Regions from separate parts of the Anas platyrhynchos genome. Here region 2 is linked to region 1. The links are chromatin contacts, called in public Hi-C maps. All regions are on one chromosome and are shown on one strand. Each heading gives the region's core, a stretch centred on a gene start, on an enhancer-like site or on the middle of the called end of the contact. The rest is flanking DNA. Distances are from core to core; before and after follow the strand shown. Region 1 overlaps GCG (glucagon). Region 2 holds the start of IFIH1 (interferon induced with helicase C domain 1).

Region 1 (5,401 bases), core at 763-3,262:
TCTAATTACAAGGCACAGCTGTTTAGTACATTTCATAGTCATTTGAATGCTCTATATTTAATGTGAATAATTCATAGTATTTGCTAAGAGCATTTGGTATTACTTTCAATTATGAACATTGTCTTCTCAGAGTGTAAAGTAACTAGTACATACTTGGCCAGCTCTTCTGCTTGCGCAAATTGATGCAGCTCCATTGATTTCAAACGGAGCGATTCCAATTTATTGTCAGTAGACAGTATGGGATATTTGCATAGTTACAATAACTCTGTTTCCTGAGGTACAAACCCATAGATATCCATGGCAGTGAGCATAGAGTTGCATGCTGTGGTAAGGTGTGGAGACCCTAAACTAATCTCTCTTTTCGGAAAGCCACTCCTGCTCTCCAAAGTGTAGCCATGGAGTTGCACACTTATTGTACACATTTGTGTTATACATGCATACACACACATGTGTGTGTAAGATTTATGCTCCATATGTTTTATGTTTGTATGTGTTTACATGTATAGGTTGTACTAATTTCCAGAAGAAGAATGAAGGCCCATTCTGCCTGATTATCATGTAGCAAAGATAAGAAAACAAAAAGTCTTCACATTCAAGCCTCTGAACTCATGGTTGAGAAGGCTTTTGAACTCATGGAGAAAGGGCTTTTGGTGCAATGTACTAAAGAAAAGGCTGTGGGCCTTTAGTCACACCCCAAGATACAGCCTCCTCTCTCCTATCTTCTTTAGATTTATATGTAAAAGTGCTAATAACAAAACAAAACAAACAAACAGAACAATAACAAACAGGAAAAAAAAAAAAAAAGAGAAATTGTGTGGGGTTTTTTTAAGCATTTTGCAGTGTTGGTTTTTTTTCACTTCAAAAAGCAACTTCCTAATTCATTAAAATGTTCAAATCTTGAATGTTTTTAAATATTTTTTTCTTGTACCAACAATTAAAGAATTAAAAGAAACATCCTTGAAAGAGTATGATATTCAGAGTATGTTAGCCAGTGTATTGGTCCTATTTTTATGGGGAAAAAAAAAAAAAAAAAAAAAAAAAAAAAAAAACACGCCAGCTGGAATTGCTGCTGCTAGGGCATTAGGTTCAGTGGTAAGAAGTCTTCTCATTTTACCTCATCTGTAATTTCCCACCCGATTTCTGGTCCAGTAAGTGCAGTATGCTGTCCCTAATAGCAGCCATTACCTTGTGCTGAGATGATGGTGTAGGAAACTTTGATCACCTCCAAATTCAGTGAACCCAAGGTACCAATTTTTTAATGTCTCCAAGTGACACCTGAAAAACATTAAGATGCAACTTTCCTGAAGGCGGGTTACTTTTAGATTCTGTCTCTTAGTCTGATTCATTTGCAAGTACTGTCTCATACATGAACTAAAAGACAGAAGGGATTGAGCCCTTGACTTTTGCCCAGAGGAGCAAACTTGTATTTTATGATGTGAAAGGAAAAAACTTAGTTCAGGATGTGTACATATGCATGTTTCACAGAGTCATTACAATTTTCTATCTTCTTGTTTGCTGTGCTCTTGAAATATGTATTTCTCTAGATTCAGTTATGGCAACTGACAAGTGCATAGTTCTTGATGACAGTTCGCTTCTTTCCTGTACCTTTTATTGTATGTGTATCACTTGAAAAACAAGTAATCAGGCAGTCATCTTGTAGATGCTAGATGACCTGCTAGATGCTATAGCCTGCCCAATGAGGTGCACTGAGTCTCATATGTTTTCTTCCTGAAATCATCCTACTGTGAACAAGGAACTTTAACTGACACAAGAAAATATACAGAGATAAAAGAAAAGAAGTGCCTGTTTCCTGGAGGGGAAGGTATTTTCTTACTTTGTTTACTTTTATTTTCTTTCTTTGTTTAGAAATCCATGCATCTTTAACTCAACATGCAATAAGATAACATCTGTAGCAGTCCATTTCAACAAATAACTGTGTCATATTCTGACGAAAAAAAAAAAAAAAAAAAAAAAAACCACGATCTAAACGGCCCTTTGATCACCATCTGCTGTCGTATCGGGGTACTGCAGAGCTGGGGAACATGCCTTCCTGCAGGACACGCAAAGCTGCCCAAGTGGAGAGAGTGCCTTTTAATACTTAGTGTAGGAATTGTACTCAAAATATGCTTTTGCATTGGAAATCGAAAGCAGATTAAAAACATAATTTTGAAAAAAAAGTATCTCAGTAAGATTGACATCTCATGATGACAATTAGATTTTGAGCATGAGGTAATTTCCAGGCTTATTTTGGTTCCTTTGGTACCACGTCTTAGATATTACACTGGTATTTGCCTAGGGAAGGTTGCTATATGGAGATGGGTTGTTAATAGATCATTTCAAACAAAAAAGTCTGAAAAGCCAAATTTGATAAATATCTATGCAAATTTGTATATGCTATGCTAATCAATAACTGGGGTTCCATGACTTTGAACGTCTGGAAGAGAGAAAATAATACAATAACAAGCAGGGAGAAAAAGGACATGGGGAAGAGAATGTCAAAAATAGAGAAAATGAAGTAGTAATTAAAAAGGAGGCAGACAAAAAGGGCAAGTAAGGCTTTCTGAAATGACTGAAGGAACTAAGTGAAGGCAACGATGACAGACTCAGAAGCAGTGCTCTCAACTTTTTAGCAGCATCAGAAGTCACTTGCTTTTTAGCTAGAAATGACAAAATGGTACCATGAATCTTAGTACATGGATCCAAGAGCAGAGAAAAAAACACACTAACACTCCAAAAAACTAAAATTGATTTTGTAGACTGAGTATTAAGACCTAGTGTTTCTCTACACCTGTAGTGTGGATGTACTGGGAGTGTGTAATACAACAAGGCGTTTAGGGTAGAACTCTAGGAAGGATCAGTTTAATTTTGTTCGCCACTGTAATGATAGGGTTATTATGTTTATATACTGCTTCAGCTGTACAATATGGGCTATGCCAATCTGGCTATGGTCAACCAGCAGAAAATTACCTCAGTGAAGAAGATTCTTTGCTGGCTGCAAGGAGCAGTGTTAGGGAAAACAAGAAGGTGTACTGTAGTATGTATTTTTTGTGTCACGATTAGACAATGGGCCACTCTAGACTGGATCATAAGCTGTCATTTATGTTCAGTGAGATGTCCACCATGATTCCAGACCCTTCCCACTTTTGAGCAGAAGTGAAACTCAAGGTTGAATCCTTCATATTTAATATCTCTCCTGGAATGCATTGTATAGATGCATAGATGATAATTATATTTCTTTTTTTTTGTGCCCTTTTTCATTTTATAAAGGATTATCACAATATATCAAAAAGTCCTTAAAATTCTGTAGGAATTTCTTGAAGGGGGATATCTCACTTTTTGCTTCATAGACAGGATAAAATCACCATATTCATGAGTGGCAGACTTTTTTCAGCTGCAAGGGCAACTGACGAGTTTTGTGTCAATCTCTCCTACCTGTGGTCACCAGATCACTGAACAGAGTCTTCAGCAATGCTGCCCCATCACAGACATGAAATTGCCCCCATTTATTATTGAATATTTTAGGATCTTGATAGTAGTTGTACAGAACATACACGCCACAAAACTTACACCTGTATTTTATTATTATTATTTCCTTGTAGGATTGGAGACACATGAGCAAAAGGCTTATCTTGTATAAATCCGTAGGCCACAGTGTGAAACTCAATCTACAATGAAAGCTTGGCATACTGTTCTTCGGTGAGTATGAATTTTAATATAATAGAGTTGGCATAATACATCTAAGGGTAACCAAATATTTTCATTAAATTTGACCTGTCCATGGTCATGTATGTCCATACATGTCTATGTATGGTGAGTGGCCATCCTTGTTGTACTTTACATTTCTTCATGCTTATTATATTGGCACAGGATTACTTGAAGGATTAACCAAGCACTTTGGGGTAGTAAAGCTGTTTATTGTTAACAGTGTATTAAATTTATAAATCTTGATAAAACTGTTAGTTTAAATGATATTAGTAATGTCCACAGGACCAGGATTTTGCTCAATACTAAATGTTAAATGTGGCAAATCAGAATCTGGAGAAATTGCTACCTTAATCCAATGCACCTTTAGCTAAGTGTTTATCATCCTAATGCCCTTCTGCTTGATATTTACTTCTTTGGACATAGCTACCTTACTCCTTTTGCAAATCCATGTTAGCATTGATGTCATAAAGTAAGCAGAATGAATGTGTGAAATTGCTTGTAAAATTATCAAATGAAATGAATAGCAAATATGATGACTTTTTTTCTTTTCTTTTTTTTTTTTTTTAAGTTGAATAAGGAAACTGTCAGCAATGATGCACTCTGGTAATGCTTACTAGAGCTGAACAGTATATATATAAGTCCGTGCAAAAGAGGCAGCTAGGCAGATCTCAGGATCCTCAAGGCTTTCCATAGTTCCAGAAGAGAGAGTAGCCACTCTAACTGCTACATATCATTTCAAAGAATAAAAAGGTAAGATTTATGTGAAATACTAGTACAGTTTGTTTGAGAAAGCTGAGTGCATTTTCTGTATTGCATTGTCCAATACAATACAGGTCCAGGGGCTTTCAACAAATTGGTATTTTCTTCTGTGGTTATACTCATTAATGTTTGAAGTTAATGACATCATCATTTAAATCTTTTAATCTATTGAATTAGTTCAACAGAGAATGATCCCAAATTGGGAAATCAACAGCTAGGACTGCAGAAGCAACTGAAGGAAGGAAGAGTAAACATGTAAAAATGAAAGACTGGCATTGTAATAAGAATTGAAATGTGAAATAATAATTATTGATTTTTATATTTTTATCTCATATTTATTTTATCTATTTTTATATCATATATTTAGATTCTTTAAATATTCATTCCTTGCAGCTACTTTCTAAATATGAATCAACAGGGATTAAGTTGGCATAATGCAAACAAAGTAAATGGGTTTATATAGACACTGATTGAAAACTGTCCAAGACAGCTTGCCACTCCATCACCCGAGAGATTGCCACTCTATTGCCCTAGCTACAGATTGGTTTGCCTCAAACAACTGTAATTTTCCTATCACTACAAGATCTCAGAGAGATATTTTATAGCATAAAAGTAAAAGCTAAAACCTTTCAAAAACTATTGTGATTATTTTATAAAATTTCATTAAGTTTTTTGGCCTGCTATGGATTTCCTTATACTAGAACCATTATCTTTTACAGAACTTTACACAAGGCATGCAGTAGGTAAAGCTTGGAAAAGTTATTAATAATTAGAAATAAATGCTATCTGCAATTTTCATATTAATAGAAATCTACATTACTCATTCATACATTTTCATATGAAACTATTCCCTTTTTTGCTGATGTAATTCCGTACTTTTTATTTTTAAACTGGAAATAGAAACAAATCTGGCTTTTGAAAGATTCATTTTTGAAAA
Region 2 (5,401 bases), core at 2,021-4,520, 75 kb before region 1:
ACGTTACACAGAGTAAAACAACTGTATCTGATAGTCACAAAACCCTGACAAGGAACATGTCTTCAGTCAGAGATTCTTCTTGGCCTCAGAAATACTTTAAGACACTTTAGAAAGTTGAGTGCATATATACACATATATAAACACTGAAAACTATTCACTGAACTAGTTGGATCAAGGAAAGCCCTTGGGAAAACAGAAAGGAAAGAGGCTTGGTTTGGGCCCCAAGTGTTGAGTTACTCCTTAATGCAGCTGCAAATGGTTCCTGTGGATCACATGAAGGACCTTTATTACATTTCAAAAGCAGCCTCAGATCTATGCTTCTGAGAAAAGCAAAGCCCTCACTGCCACTAGTACAACCTGTGCCAGTTTTCTAAGAGTAAATTTCAGATGTAGCATTTTACAACATGAGATGCTTGGATCCCTAAATACACAGCATTACTATTAAAATATTTAATTTTAACTAACGACAAAGGAGACACATACAAAGGCCTGGTTTATTTGAGCAGTCTGGAAGCTGCTAAGCACCAGTGTCATGAAAACTAAGTGACAAGGCCCTATAGCAACTGTGTTTAGGCTGAGCAGCTAAATAACACAGAAAAAATATTTATTCTTCTTTCTTATGTTGTAGCCACAAGTACCCTTCTTAAGCTCTATTGCTCAAGGACATGTAATGCAAACAGCATCCAAGCCTTTCACGCTTGTTTGTGCTATAACGGACGCTGTGAAGTGCTTTCCCAAACACTACAACTCCTTTTCAGACGTACTATCCACCCTTCCTAAAACTCTCTTTTTAAAAAAGGCAGTTTCGTGCCCACTGCCCCTGCCGGGCACACGAAGCCACAACGCTGCTGCAGCCCCTCTGCGGAGCTAGGGCTGCCCTGGTCCGCAAGCAGCGCCGAAGGGCAACAAAACGGAACGGCGAGCAAAGCTCTCCCAGGCCCAAAGGCGAGGAGCCGCCGTGCGCGAGATCCCAGGCTGAGCGGGGCCCAAGGCGCGGCAGCGCCAGCACTGAGCTCCCTCCTTCCTCACAAAGACACCCGCAGCGGGCCCGCCCACCGCCATCTCGGCCACTGCTGTTGGCCAATACGCGCCTGCGCGCTGCCGCTGGGGCGGTGAGGAGGGGCTCGGCGCGTTGCGGCCGCCTCAGCGGGGCGGGGAAGGGGCTGTGCTATTTGTGCTCGCGATTTAATCGTAGACTCATGGAATGGGCTGGGCTGAAAAGGAACTTAAAAGATCATCTAGTTTCAACCCCACTACTCTGGGCAGGGTTGCTGACCACTAGAGCAGGCTGCCCAGAGCCTCATCTAGACTGGCCTTGAATGCCTTCAGGGATGGAGCATCCACAACCTCTCTGGGCAACCTGTTCTACTGCCTCACCACCCTCCAAATGAAAAACCTTCTCCTACTTACCAACCTGAATCTCCCCTGTTTTAGTTTAAAACCATTCCCCCTTGTCCTAACAACAGACATAAACAGGAGTTCCCCCTCCTGTACATATGCCCCCTTCAAGTACCGGAAGGCCACAATGAGGTCTCCCCAGAGCCTTCTCCAAGCTAAACAAGCCCAGTTCCCTCAACCTTTCTTCATCGAGAGGTGCTCCAGCCTTGTGAGGATTAAGCTTTGCCGTGAGGCTGCCCCCCAGCCGTGGGTTAGGTTTCCCACTGGGCTGGGAGCTGCCCATGGCACTCTACTGGAGGCTGTGGTTATCAGTCCCGTGGCTGGTATCAGCCCAGTTTGGAAGGGACAGAGGGCTCGGCAATGGCCAAAGCGGGCAGGAGTGCAAGCATCCAGCTAGGGGACAGCAGAAGGGCAGGTCAGACATTACTTGTTCAGCCTAGCAGCAGGAATGACATCAAGTAATGTTGGTCTTTTTGTCCCTCTAAATCCAAATAAGTTCCCTTCTGATGTCTGCAAACTCCTTGAGCCTGTAAAGCACTGTTCTGGTATAAATACACAGGGCCTTATTTGTCACTGCTATGTATGCAACATGTGAAACAAAACCCTGGCCTGTCATCTAAAGAAAGTAATGACAGCAGAAGAAGTACAGGGGGGCAGAAAGCAGACTGGCTTTCTCCAAAAGTCTTTCAGATGAAACTTGGGTAAAGCAGTAATCAAAAATTATGAAGAGTGAAACTTGAGAGAAACAGAAGGGATAGCAAGCAGTAAAATGAAAGTAAAACAAACTGGGAAACAGAAACTAAGGGAGCAAGATGAGTATACAACAACATAAGAAAGAATTAAAACCCTATGTGTCTTCAAAGATGGGCAACAAAGCTAATGAAGGGTCTAGAGAACGAGTCTTGTGAGGAGCAGCTGAGGGAGCTGGGGTTGTTTAGCTTGGAGAGGAGAAGGCTTAGGGGAGACCTCATTGTACTTTATAATTACCTTAAGGGAGGTTGTGATGAGGTGGGGATCAGGCTCTTCTCCCATGCACCAAGTGATGAGGGTAAATGACCTCAAGTTGTGCTGGGGAGATTTTATGTCAGATATTAGGAGAAATTTCTTTACTGAAAGGATACCCAAAGGATACCAGCGAAAAGATACCCAAAACCTCTAATTTTGCCTGGTTGGGGGCACTGGCAGAATTTGAATCACAGATTAAATGCCTTCATTTGAGTAGGATACAGTTCACAGCAACAAATTACTACTGGGTGGGGCAAGAGAAGCAGGCAGTCAAACCTGTCCTGCTGGGCTGCACCCATAGCGCCTGCAGCAGCTCATCCTGTTCTGGAGTTCGGGTTTTGGGTTCAGCCTGGAGGACGAAGACCCAGAGACAGAATAAGATCAGATACACGGGTTTTGTAAACTGAAGTGTCGTTCACAAGCTTAAGGAGTTATAATCGAGTCTGAGTTGTGCAGAGGGACTAATCCCTCTGCACAGTGAAGGCAGACCACTCCAATCGCCTGGGGTCCCCACTTCCTCAGCGTCTAGCGCCTGCCGTGGTGTGAGCCTGGAAAGGCACAGCTGCACAAATCAGCAGCGCTAGAAACCCCTGTCTGGAAATCAAAACCTCGGCCTTTAAACCCACGGTGCCCGTTCAAAGTTTCCTTCCAAACATTTGGGAGTGACACTTCCCCGTGCCCGTCCCTCCAGGGGCTGGGCAGCCGCACTCGGCAGCCGCCCGCAAACGAAACCGAAAGGGCTCGAAAGGAGCCGGCTTACGGGGCGGTGACCTGCGGGCGGGCTGCCGGCGGACCTCGGCTGCAGCGCTCCCCGGCCACCCCTGCAGTATCCCCCCGACCCTGTCCCGGGCACCGCCAGCGCGACCATGTCGACGGAGTGCCGAGACGAGTGCTTCCTCTACATGATCTCCTGCTTCAGGCCGCGGCTGAAGCAATACATCCGGGTGATGCCGGTGCTGGACAGGCTGCCCTCGCTGAGCCGGGAGGATAGGGAGAAGGTGCGGGTGGCGGCGGAGCAGCGGGGCGACGTGGAGGGGGCCGAGGAGCTGCTGCGCGCCGTGGAGCGCGGCCCCCGCGACCCAGGTTGGTTTCCTGAGTTCGTGCAGGCGCTGGAGTACGGCGGCTGCGACCTGGCTGCCCGCTACTTGAACTCCAGCCAGCTGCCCTCGCCCACCGAGGAGGCTGACCACGACCTCTGTGTGCAATTGGTGCAGCTTCTCCACGCCACCTTGGTGGATAAGATGCGGGCCAGGCAGGTGGCCGAGATGTGCCTGCAGATGAACATTTTCCAGGAGGAGGACTTGGAACGGGTAAGTGGCCCATTCTGTCAGGCTGGGCACCAGGCAGTCCCACAGACTCTGGCCACCCCCAGGAGCTGTGGGGCACCACAGCAAGAGGTGGCCTCGTGTAAGTGTAAAAAGCTAAAGGGTGGTACCCAAACCTGGGGGAGAAGACAGGTGGTGCTCCAGGTAAGCTGCTAAACACTTAAGAGGTTGGCTAGCAGATGGGATGCCAGCTAACAACCAGGGGCAGACAGTAAATACCTTGAGCAGAGAGTTAGAATAGACCAGTATGTAAGTGGAAGGAGTCTGGCCAACTTTACTGTGACTTATCATTTTGACAGACACCTGGCTCAGGAGATAATTAAGTGTCTTTTGGCCTATGAACCATACCAGAAAGTTGTGCCGGCCTATAAAGTCCTAGGGAACATTTGAAGTAAAACAAGACCTTCCCTCGCCTTTATTTTTTGCCTTAGGTTCACTAAGGAATATCACACCCAGCAGCAGACTATGAAGCTGAGCAGAAATAGCAATTTGACAAGAAAGAGCAAGTGAAGGGTAATGGCTTTGACGAAAACATTTGCCAGTGTTTACTCCATTGGGCCAAGAATGGCTTGCCTGGACTAGTGTGAAACTTACTTGAAACCAAAAAAGTAAAAAAGCTGATATCCTGAAACAGTACTAGAAGAAGAAATGTATATATATATATATAGAGAGAGAGATAAATTTGGCATAGAAATAAGAAAAAAGCTCACAAACTAACGGTAGAATTATGTCATACTTGAACTCTGAACTTTGCATCAACTGTTTAGGTGCTTCAATGCTCATGTCAGTTAAATGAGAGTCATGTAAGTCACCAATTCATCTGATTGGTGACTGTCAGGAAGCAGCAAGGGCTAGCTGCACCTCAAGAGCTGGGGAGCCAAGCATGGTAATGCAGCAGGTGGAGACAGGAATCTTTTAGGAAGCTATTGGCTCCATTCCTTAATGGGTGCACATGTTCCCTGGTCATCTTTATGCTGCTTGTATTTCAGCTTAAGTTGTTACGCTTCAGACCCTTGCCAGTTTCAATTCTGACAGGGCCTAGGCTTTCTTAATGAATGACATCCCAGGGTGGTCCTGCTATATTCCACCTTTGTTTAACTCTTCTCTCTTCCCACTGCCCACACACCTTCTTTTTGTATTCAGCCTCAGTGAGGGGGTTTTCACCCTGTTTGGCAAAACTTGAGCCGGCTGCTATGCCTACCCATTTTCTTGCATATCAGTATGGATGATTCTTGAGCCTTGAGGAAATTGCCCTTGAAGACTGAACACCTGTCTCAAGCAGCAGTACTTTTGATTCAAAGATCGAAGCCGAAATTCCTTTAAGTGGTATATTCTTTATTGCAGCGCTGGATGCACGGGGGATCTCTCCACCTATCGTGCATACCCAAAGCGGAAAGCAGTCTTGAATTTATACAATCAATCTATCAGTATTCTACAAGCACCTATACATATGCATTACCTATCCCCCGCCTTCCCTTGCTTCTCATGCTAATTAGCCTTTTGGCACCTTGCGCCTGCCTAGAGCCTCCCAAGAATTGTGGGCAGGGGTCTTTGGGACGTGGGCAGGGGTCTTTGGGAGGAAGACCCTGAGTCTTCCTCACAGTGTACTTCTCACCTTTGGTCAGGAATCTGCTGAATTGGCACGTTTCTTAATTGCGAGAGCTGGTTGTTGC

The links. A called contact is a pair of places that touch in the nucleus more often than the background predicts.
Region 2: a Hi-C map of subcutaneous adipose tissue shows a contact between it and region 1, with 2.2 times the contacts expected there. The contact joins the promoter of IFIH1 here to the enhancer-like site in region 1. A contact is called at or near these places in 4 of 8 Hi-C or Micro-C datasets (liver, skeletal muscle and subcutaneous adipose tissue).

Annotation. Positions count from the first base shown.
Region 1 is chr7:18,049,547-18,054,947 of IASCAAS_PekinDuck_T2T, reverse strand. It overlaps GCG (glucagon), which reads left to right. Exons shown (of 9, transcript XM_013106301.5): 1 at 1-1,822; 2 at 3,600-3,696; 3 at 4,274-4,455. Among named protein-coding and RNA genes, the nearest start is that of GCG, 6.6 kb to the left of the region's middle. Within about 2 kb of position 2,012, at least 1 of the 8 cell types and tissues checked has an H3K27ac peak or open chromatin away from gene starts, as enhancers often do. A contact at or near this core is called in subcutaneous adipose tissue, where this site is marked.
Region 2 is chr7:18,125,534-18,130,934 of IASCAAS_PekinDuck_T2T, reverse strand. IFIH1 (interferon induced with helicase C domain 1) reads left to right here and starts at 3,270. Exons shown (of 16, transcript NM_001310811.1): 1 at 3,270-3,713. The coding sequence starts at 3,270.